3 separate regions of the Sus scrofa genome follow, and regions 2 and 3 are each linked to region 1. A link is a contact called in public HiChIP or PLAC-seq data. All regions are on one chromosome and are shown on one strand. Each heading gives the region's core, a stretch centred on a gene start, on an enhancer-like site or on the middle of the called end of the contact. The rest is flanking DNA. Distances are from core to core; before and after follow the strand shown. Region 1 overlaps MAML2 (mastermind-like protein 2). Region 2 overlaps MAML2 (mastermind-like protein 2). Region 3 overlaps MAML2 (mastermind-like protein 2).

Region 1 (2,700 bases), core at 5-2,504:
ATAATGGGGCCACAGAGCAGTCCTTCCTGACCATCCTCTGTGACATGGCACACTCTCCTCTCCTGCTCTTCTTCATATTTCGTCAGAGCACTTATTACTTCCTGACCTTTTATGTTGGTTCAGCCACTGTCAGTCTCTCCCACTAGACCCCAGTGAGTCTTTGAAGTCTTTGAAGACTGTGGTTTGCTTGTTCACAACCAGATCTCGCATACGTGGTTCAGAGGCCCCGTGTTCATAGAATGATCATCCTGACCAGACCCTGTAGGAGGTAGCAAGTGAGGCATATGTTGGCCAATTTTTAAAAAATAAATTCTATCGGGGTATAGTTGATTTGCAATGTTGTATTAGATTCAGGTTTACAACAAAGTGAATCATGAGTTCCTGTCATGGCTCAGCAAGTTATGAACCCAGCTAGTATCCATGAGAATGCCAGTTAGATCCCTGGCCTCACCTAGTGGGTTAAGGATCTGGTGTTGCTGCAAGCTTCAGTGTAGGTCACAGATGTGGCTCAGATCTGGCATTGCTGTGGCGTGGCTGTGGCGTAGGCCAGCAGCTGCCGCTCCAATTTGACCCCTGGTCAGGGAACTTCCATATGCCACAGTTGAGCGCCCCCCCAAAAAAGGAATAGTGAATCGGTTTTATATATGTGTGTGTGTGTGTGTGTGTGTGTGTATAGATCCATGCTTTTGTCCCATATAGGTTATTATAGAACATCAAGTAGACCTCCCTGTGCCACACAGTAGGTCCTTGTTAATTATCTATTTTATATATAACAGTGTGCATGCGTTAATCCTGTCCTCCTAAGTCATCTGTCTCCCCTGCCCCAGAGTTTCCCCTTTAGTAACCCTAAGTTTAATTTCAAAATGGTTTCTTTCTATTTTATAAATAATTTCTTTTTGTATCACTTTATCAGAGTCCACATATAAGAGATATCATACGATATTGGTCTTACTCTGTCTGACTTAATTCACCTAATATGATAATCTCTAGGTCCATCCATGTGGCTGCAAATGACATTATTTCACTCCTTGTTATGGGCTAAACAATATTCCATCGTATATATGCACCACATCTTCTTTATCGAATTTAAGTTAATTTAATTTTCTGAGCCAAGATTACATGCAGGATGAATGGAGTAAAATCAAGTTCACTTCCCACCTGAAGCATTTAGCATGCCTCCGCTCTTTGCTTCACCCCCTCTTCTCTCTGTGTGAAACTCCCCGTGTGGCCCCAGCCAGCATGGGAACCCGCCCATCCTCTCCCACTTCTGCTTTTCCTGATTCAGAACCTCAGCAGAAGCATAACTCCGACAACCTGGGTTTCCGGTGATGCTTGCTGCTGGCTCTCCCTGCTTTGCTGGAGACCATGGCCACACAGTTTTTAATCCCAGCCAGCTCACCTCCTCCCGCCCTCACCCTCCCCACTCCTGTTTACTTCTCTGCCGGTTGGATGGGAGTTATTGGCTGTGTTTCACATTCCAGCTCTACTTAATCCTAGCCATGGGAGCTCAGCGCGTGGGGCCTGAGCCCCTTCTGCTGACAAGGACACCTGAGTGGGGCCCTCATATCTGCCATTTACCCAGCTCTCAGGGGAGTCCAATAAGGAGAGAGACCTTTCAGTAGTCACAATTTCCTTTTATGGTGGGGGCCTCTCTGCTTAGTGAAGCTTTAGATGCTACTTCTTTATTTCCAAAAATATTTCAGGCTTTCCCATCCACGCAGCCTGCAACAGAAATCAATGCAAGTGTAGGGAGGGCCCGAGTCTCTGAGATCACAGCTGCAGAAGCCACAACACTGAGAGAGTGGGATTTGCAAAACCAGGGCTACTTGGGGCTGACTTGTGTGAATTCATTTAAAACCGAGGTTCTGAGTGGGGAGGGAGGAGACCGTGAGAAGGAGCAGGAGTGGAGCAGATTAGGATAAAACGATGACTCTGAGAGACAGACATTAAAGTCAGCTGCCTCTGTGTGGATTCCTTGCCAGGAGCCGTCCTAGTACATTTCTCAGCCTGGAATATCTTTCACCCCGGGGCAGAGTCTGGGCCATCAAAAGAATGGTCTGGATTTCCCTCAGAAGGTATGATTCCTTGATTATTTTTTTCGAAACTCTGCCACTCTGGTGATGGCATGCCAATTCCCTGGAGCAGACTTCCCCTCATGTTTCGTTTTTATTTTTAATTTTTCCAGGAGTTGTCTCTAACCACACCTTCTGTGTGTGACTCCAAATACTCTCCCCCCATGAATAAATGAAGCATTATGTCCTAAGCTATACCACTGCCTTCATCTGCTTCCAGTGGTTTCGAGGCATCAGTAGGGCTTAAAAATGTATAGCCCTCCATCCGCCTTTCAGGAGCCACAGAGATGGGGAGAGAGGGGAGGCTGTGTTTACTTAGGGCCAAACTCCCTGGATTTAAGCCTCCATTTTTTTCCCCTTTTTTTTTCCATCGTTCATGACCACTTCCAATGCAAACCCATAGAAGAACGCATTCTCTTTATTCAAACAACAGGAATGGGGAAGCATTAGGAGCAGAGTAAAAGCTGTTCAGTGCGCCTGGATGACTCAGTCTAAAATAGTATTATAGCTTGGCAGCAAACCCACTTCAGGGAAGCTGGTGGGAGACGAAAATAAAAGTTAAATTGAGGGGGTAAATCATTTTATCAGGCTTAGGATTTTTTATTTGATGTAATGAGATTCTCGATGT
Region 2 (2,878 bases), core at 369-2,868, 130 kb before region 1:
CAGTTGGGTAGAACTGATGTATCAGTTTTAAAAATGTTTTGGGTATATCTTATCTCATTTGATTGACTGTATCTTCCAGATAATAGGTGTTTCTTATTGCATGGATGGATGGGTGGTTGAACGGTGTGTGTATGCACTGACAGTCCAGCTGTTGGGTACAAGTCGCAGCTTTGCTACATACTAACTCTCTGACCTATGGCAAATTAATGATCTAAATCGCTATTTCTTCATATGTGCATAATCATAGTTCTACACTGGGTTGTGGAGATTACAATAAATTATGCATGTAAAGAACTTTGTATCACAGTTGGCACATGGCGAGTGCTCAGAAATATTAGCTCTTGTTATTACTGCTATTAACATAACAATAAATGGCTTTAGCCGCATAACCCATTTATTTAAAAAATTTAAGGGTGAATCATTACAACATGTAGGAATTATGAATGTATTGATTGTAGTAGCTTTGGGGATGCCAGTAATTTCTAATCATTGTAGGTCAAATTTTTCTATCCATACGAATATGAAGGGTAAAATAACCGGAAGCTTCTTTATCTACTTTTAGAATTACGAGCATAACTTAGATATGAAAACATTCTTAATGCTTCTCCATGATACAACAGCTGGTTGTATTATGTACCATGTCTTATTAAAGCATCATCATTTTGTACAGTTTAAAATGTTTGTAAGTTCTAGGTAGGATTCTTAAAACAGATGTCTTTCCCTCTAGGATTTATATTTGAGATTCTCAAAAATAGTGATAATATTTTAAAAGATCTTTTAATAGGGTTTCGATCATTAGGCAGTACAGCCCCCAAGTTTTAACTAATCTTCACTCAGACTTCTCTAGAGGAAGGAACAAGATTTTCAGGAGAAAGAATAAGGCACTGAGATCTGCCCCAAGTCAGTTTCCCAAAGAGAAGTCCATCCATGCAGAAGGAGGGCTCTGGGACCCCTAAAGGATTTGGGTCATGCTCAGAGAAGCCTGGCTGTTCAGAAGGCACTTTAAGTTTTCCTCCTAATTTTAACATCTGGGTTTGCCTTCCTGGCGGCGTGGGGTAGACATGAGTCTAAGGCTGCTGAGAAAGGGATGTGGGCTTCTCAGGTGATGCTCTGGCAAGGCCAGAGCTGCGCGGCTGGTGTCCCGCTTGTAGTGTGGACACGCGCAGATTGTTTTGAACTTGAGCAATACCTCCTGTTTTCTTTCCACTCTATTTCTGTTTGTGCAGAGCTGGCCTTTTCTGGCAGGAAGTGCCAGCCATTTAAGGAGTGCAAGCAATTCCCGACAGCCAGCCCCTTTCCCCCCACCACCCCCACCTCCTGGCTGCTTTGCCTCCATCCCATTGGCCTGGAGGCTGGCTGGGGTTTATCCCTGCGAAGGTTCGCATTTTTAAAATGTCTTCTTTTGTCAGCTTGAGATTTTCCAGAATTTAAAAGCGGAAAGGAAGAGAGGAATACAAGGAAGCTATTAAAGATATATTAAATAAACTCTACTGGGAGCAAGTGTGTGTTTAAGAGAGAATCTGTAACTTTTGCAAGGGAAGTTTTGGTGATTGCTTATTATTTTAACAGAGAGAGAGGGAGAGGGAGGGAGGGAGGGAGTGTGTGTGTGTGTATATGTGTGTGTGTGTTTGTGTGTTTTCTCCCTGAACTGGAGAAGCAGATGTTTAAAGGAGAAGGGCAGGAAGCAGCTCTGACAAATGAAAGGATTTTTGATTGAATTCATGAGCTAAAGTTTCCTGCCAGTAATTCATTCAACCCTAGGCTACATAAAAGAAAACCCCACATAATTGAATTTTAATCGCCTAACTTTTAACATACAACCAGAACAGGCAAGTGGAGCTGCCACAGGTAAAACTGAAATAATGCTGTAAGCTGATCTTAGATGATTATTTATTGGTAGTTTAAAAAAATTATGATACCCCTTGCTTCATACCGCTCCTCCTTTGTGTGTGTGTGTACCAGAGGCTATTCCTTATTGTCGTATAAGTTAAACTCCTTCGTGCAGATTTTTTTCTTTAAGCTGTTTTGTGAGCAGGTGCAGATGGCTTTCATGAAGTGAGCCAATTGAAATGTTCTGTTACAGCCTGTAGAAACCGAGGTTTTAAAAACTGAAACAACTGTGTTCTGTGCTGTATCCATAATTCAGCTGGAAAATGTTTTCCCCATTTTATGATGAAATCTACCACTTCTGTTTCTTTCTTTTAATGAATTTGGTTTGTCTGCAGCCTTGAGGAAATCTTGTCACTAAAATCCACCCTCAATGCTCCTCCAGTATTTTTCAGCCTGATGATTTCACAACCAGGGCCGTTGCAAAATACGGGTAAATGGGCTTTTTTAAAATCCCTGGAGATTTTTAAGAACTTTTTTTTCCTATCTTTTTTTCTTCACAGAGTACTCAAGTAAACAGCTTCAGGAAGACTGAAAACATTGAGACTTTTATACCTTTTCATAAATATAATATGAAGTAAGCTACTTTTCTTCGTGAAGTCTTATAATTTTAGAACAAGCAATAGAAAGTTGGGGAGTGCATACATCCTAAAAACTCTTGGTCTGGTGCTTGCGTTGTTATTGAGTCCTCCTCAAAACAAAGAGCAAACTAACTCCTTCGGGGCACAGAAGTTTCTGTGGCCAGGGTGGTGATGAGCTGCAGCTTTCTGCTCAATCACACTCATATGGGCACCAATAGCAAGGCCATAAACCAAGGAGTCATAGCCAAAAGCCAGAAGGAGCTGCACTCTGAAGTGAACAACAAAACCCAAATATCTATGTTGTAACTGAAGCCAAACATGTCCAAAAATAGACCTAATGAACTACTTTAAACCAGCATGATACCTACATAATTTCTAAAATGATTAAACAAAGCAAACTAGAGCTTCAG
Region 3 (2,700 bases), core at 123-2,622, 160 kb before region 1:
GGTTGACTGAGAACCAGGGAGGAACTAGATTCAATACTTAGATGTTGGCTAAGCCCTGAGAAATTTGTCATTTGTCCTCTTCTTTCTCCTCTCTTTGTGTGTCTTCCCTTAAATATTGCATAGTGCTTTGTAGTTTGCAAAGGACTTTGACACACAACATCTCCCTTCTTTTTTCGGTGTACTGAATGCAGGAATGAACAAAAGGTCATTATTAAGAAGGTCTGTGAGTTTAGGCACTGAACACTGCAAGTGACCACTCAGCAATGGGGAGACTTTTCTGATGCTGCTTCTCTCCTTATAATGAAGATATCATCCATAATTAACTTAGTAATAGATCTGCTCCCTCTGTGCCCTCTGTGGGATGGCTTTGGATTAGCCTAGGGTTTTAAAACCTTCCTCCTTTGCCCAAGGCCACATATTCAACTGTGTAATGGCCAGGTCTACTTGGTTGACCCATGGTCATGTCAGTTTCAATGTCCTCAACTACAGTTTCCCCTTGAAGCTGTTCTTTCTCCTGTACTCTTCATAGCAGTAAATGATAGTCTTTCATCTCAGCCAGAAATATGAGAGTTCTCATGGATTCCACCCTCTCACTCACTTTTCAGTTTCTAGAAATGACCCAATTTCTCTATTGTCTGCTGCCTTACTATCTCACCTCATCCTCTCTTCTCCATTCTCCTCACTGCTGCATTGTTAGCTTCTCCAGATCTCTCATTTTCTCACTTTTACTGTAATAAAAATATCCCAAGCAATTGCCCTGCTTTCAGGCTAATCCCTTCCAATATGAAGCTGCCAGAGTGGTTTTTTCAAAAATATTCTTATGTTTATCATAAATTCAAATTCATTAGCAAAGCACACAAAGGGCTTTCTGATGTGATGTTGCTGAACAAAACTGTTGGCAGCCCTAGAAGGCAACGTGTGCTTGACGTTGCTGTGCTGTTCCCTCCACCTGGAAAGCCCTTCCAGTTTCTGTTTAAAAATCTCCTGTTCACATTCACTGCTCAAAGAACTATGGGTCATTGTATTAGGAAAGACTTCTCCATCCACTGCCTCCCCAGCTTGCCAGCTTGAGTTTGTTCCTCTTTCACCCTCTCATAACTCTCAATCCATCATAATGTTTTACATATCTCATTATAGCATTTAACGTGTTGAACTCTAGTGACTGTTTTGCTGGGCTGTCCACCTCCCTCCCTGTAAGCTCCTCAGGGCAGAGATGAGTCCTGATGGGCTTTAGCACAGGGACCTGCAACAGAAGAAGCATTTGGTAAATGTTGAACAGAATCTGTTTCACTTTTTCCCGAGCACAAAGCATGCATGAAAGAGATTAATTTACTCCACATGGGAAGTTGCTGCGCAGGCTTACCAAAAGGTCAGGTCTATATAAAGTGGTGTTACTTTTTGTTCCCCTTTCCTTTAGTAAGACCTTAAGAAAAAAAGTGCAGTTTAAAAGCTGGGACCTATGGAACTGATCTCTGAAATGAAAAAATGATTGCAAAATCAGATTCACACAGCACCTAAACTATTCCCTCAGCTATTCCTTAAGTGCTTCTCAAAGTGTGGTCCCCAGAACAGCAGCAGTGGCATCATGGGGGATTCTTTACACATGCAGAGTATTGGACCCCACCCCAGACTGTCTGAATTGGAGGCTCTGGGGATGGGGTTTAGCGCTCTTTTAACAAACCCTCTTGATGATCCTAATGGTGACCCCAGTTTGAGAACTACTTCCCTGAGGGTTAAAAAAATTTAAAAACACCCACAAAAGGATATTAGCATTTATGGAGCACTGTTATGTGCCAGGCCATATTAACATTATTATAATGTTTTTCACAATACCAGGTTAGCACATCAAGATTTAATTCTGCTAAGATACCTTTTGTTCTATTTAAATTAGTTTAGGGAGTTCCCGTTGTGGCTCAGAGGTTAACGAACCCCACTAGTATCCGTGAGGACACAGGTTCGATTCCTGGCCTTGCTCAGGAGGTTAAAGATCCCGCGTTGCTGTGGTTGTGGTGTAGGCTGGCAGCTGTAGCTCCTATTCGACCCCTAGCCCAGGAACCTCTATATGCCGCAGGAGCAGCCTTAAAAAGACCAAAATAACTAACTAACTAAATAAAAATTAGTTTAGGTACAGCTGTCTTGATTTTGCTATAGTATCTAGTCAGGCAAAATGCTGCGTTCTCTGCAGTGCTGTCTCTCACTGTTCCCCAGGAGTGATTCCTCGTTTCTTTACACTGATTTGTGGCCCTGAAGTGACACTCAAAACATATTGCCTTGAATCATAGATATCTACTCAGCTTGCTTATCTCTCAAACTGTGAATTTTTACAAAGTATAGACCCTGTTTTGTGTGCGGAGGCCTGCACTCTGCTTTAGATAGTACCTTCCACGGATGAGCTAAACATTAGATGGATATCAATTGGATGGATGAATGGATCTTACAATATTTATCACAGCGCTGTACAGATTGAGGCTTGTACTACACAGAACAGGGATTAAAAGCTTTTTGGGTTTTTTGTCTGAGAAGCAATATCATCTGCTTATGTGGAAGAGAAGGGGAGAAATAATTGTGGAAATGGAGAATTAGCCTTTTTTTCCCCCCTCTTCTTTTTGGTAGCTACTTCTCAAGCCACTTCTTTGCCTGATTGGTGGTTTAGAGACATAAACATATAAGTGTGTGGACTTATTTAACTCCATGAATCTC

Evidence for each region. HiChIP or PLAC-seq counts read pairs in DNA pulled down with a chosen protein or histone mark.
Region 2: a contact with region 1 is called in an H3K27ac HiChIP or PLAC-seq map of alveolar macrophages. The contact joins two enhancer-like sites. A contact is called at or near these places in 2 of 47 Hi-C or Micro-C datasets (embryonic fibroblasts and epiblast stem cells) and 1 of 2 datasets of contacts at active chromatin or transcription factors (alveolar macrophages).
Region 3: an H3K27ac HiChIP or PLAC-seq map of alveolar macrophages shows a contact between it and region 1. The contact joins two enhancer-like sites. A contact is called at or near these places in 1 of 47 Hi-C or Micro-C datasets (embryonic fibroblasts) and 1 of 2 datasets of contacts at active chromatin or transcription factors (alveolar macrophages).

The regions. Positions count from the first base shown.
Region 1 is chr9:28,143,080-28,145,779 of Sscrofa11.1, reverse strand. The region is part of intron 1 of MAML2 (mastermind-like protein 2); the gene reads left to right. Among named protein-coding and RNA genes, the nearest start is that of MTMR2, 170 kb to the right of the region's middle. Within about 2 kb of position 1,254, at least 14 of the 83 cell types and tissues checked have an H3K27ac peak or open chromatin away from gene starts, as enhancers often do. A contact at or near this core is called in alveolar macrophages, where this site is marked.
Region 2 is chr9:28,271,286-28,274,163 of Sscrofa11.1, reverse strand. All of the region lies in intron 1 of MAML2 (mastermind-like protein 2), which reads left to right. Among named protein-coding and RNA genes, the nearest start is that of MAML2, 100 kb to the left of the region's middle. Within about 2 kb of position 1,618, at least 38 of the 83 cell types and tissues checked have an H3K27ac peak or open chromatin away from gene starts, as enhancers often do. A contact at or near this core is called in alveolar macrophages, where this site is marked.
Region 3 is chr9:28,300,278-28,302,977 of Sscrofa11.1, reverse strand. All of the region lies in intron 1 of MAML2 (mastermind-like protein 2), which reads left to right. Among named protein-coding and RNA genes, the nearest start is that of MAML2, 71 kb to the left of the region's middle. Within about 2 kb of position 1,372, at least 6 of the 83 cell types and tissues checked have an H3K27ac peak or open chromatin away from gene starts, as enhancers often do. A contact at or near this core is called in alveolar macrophages, where this site is marked.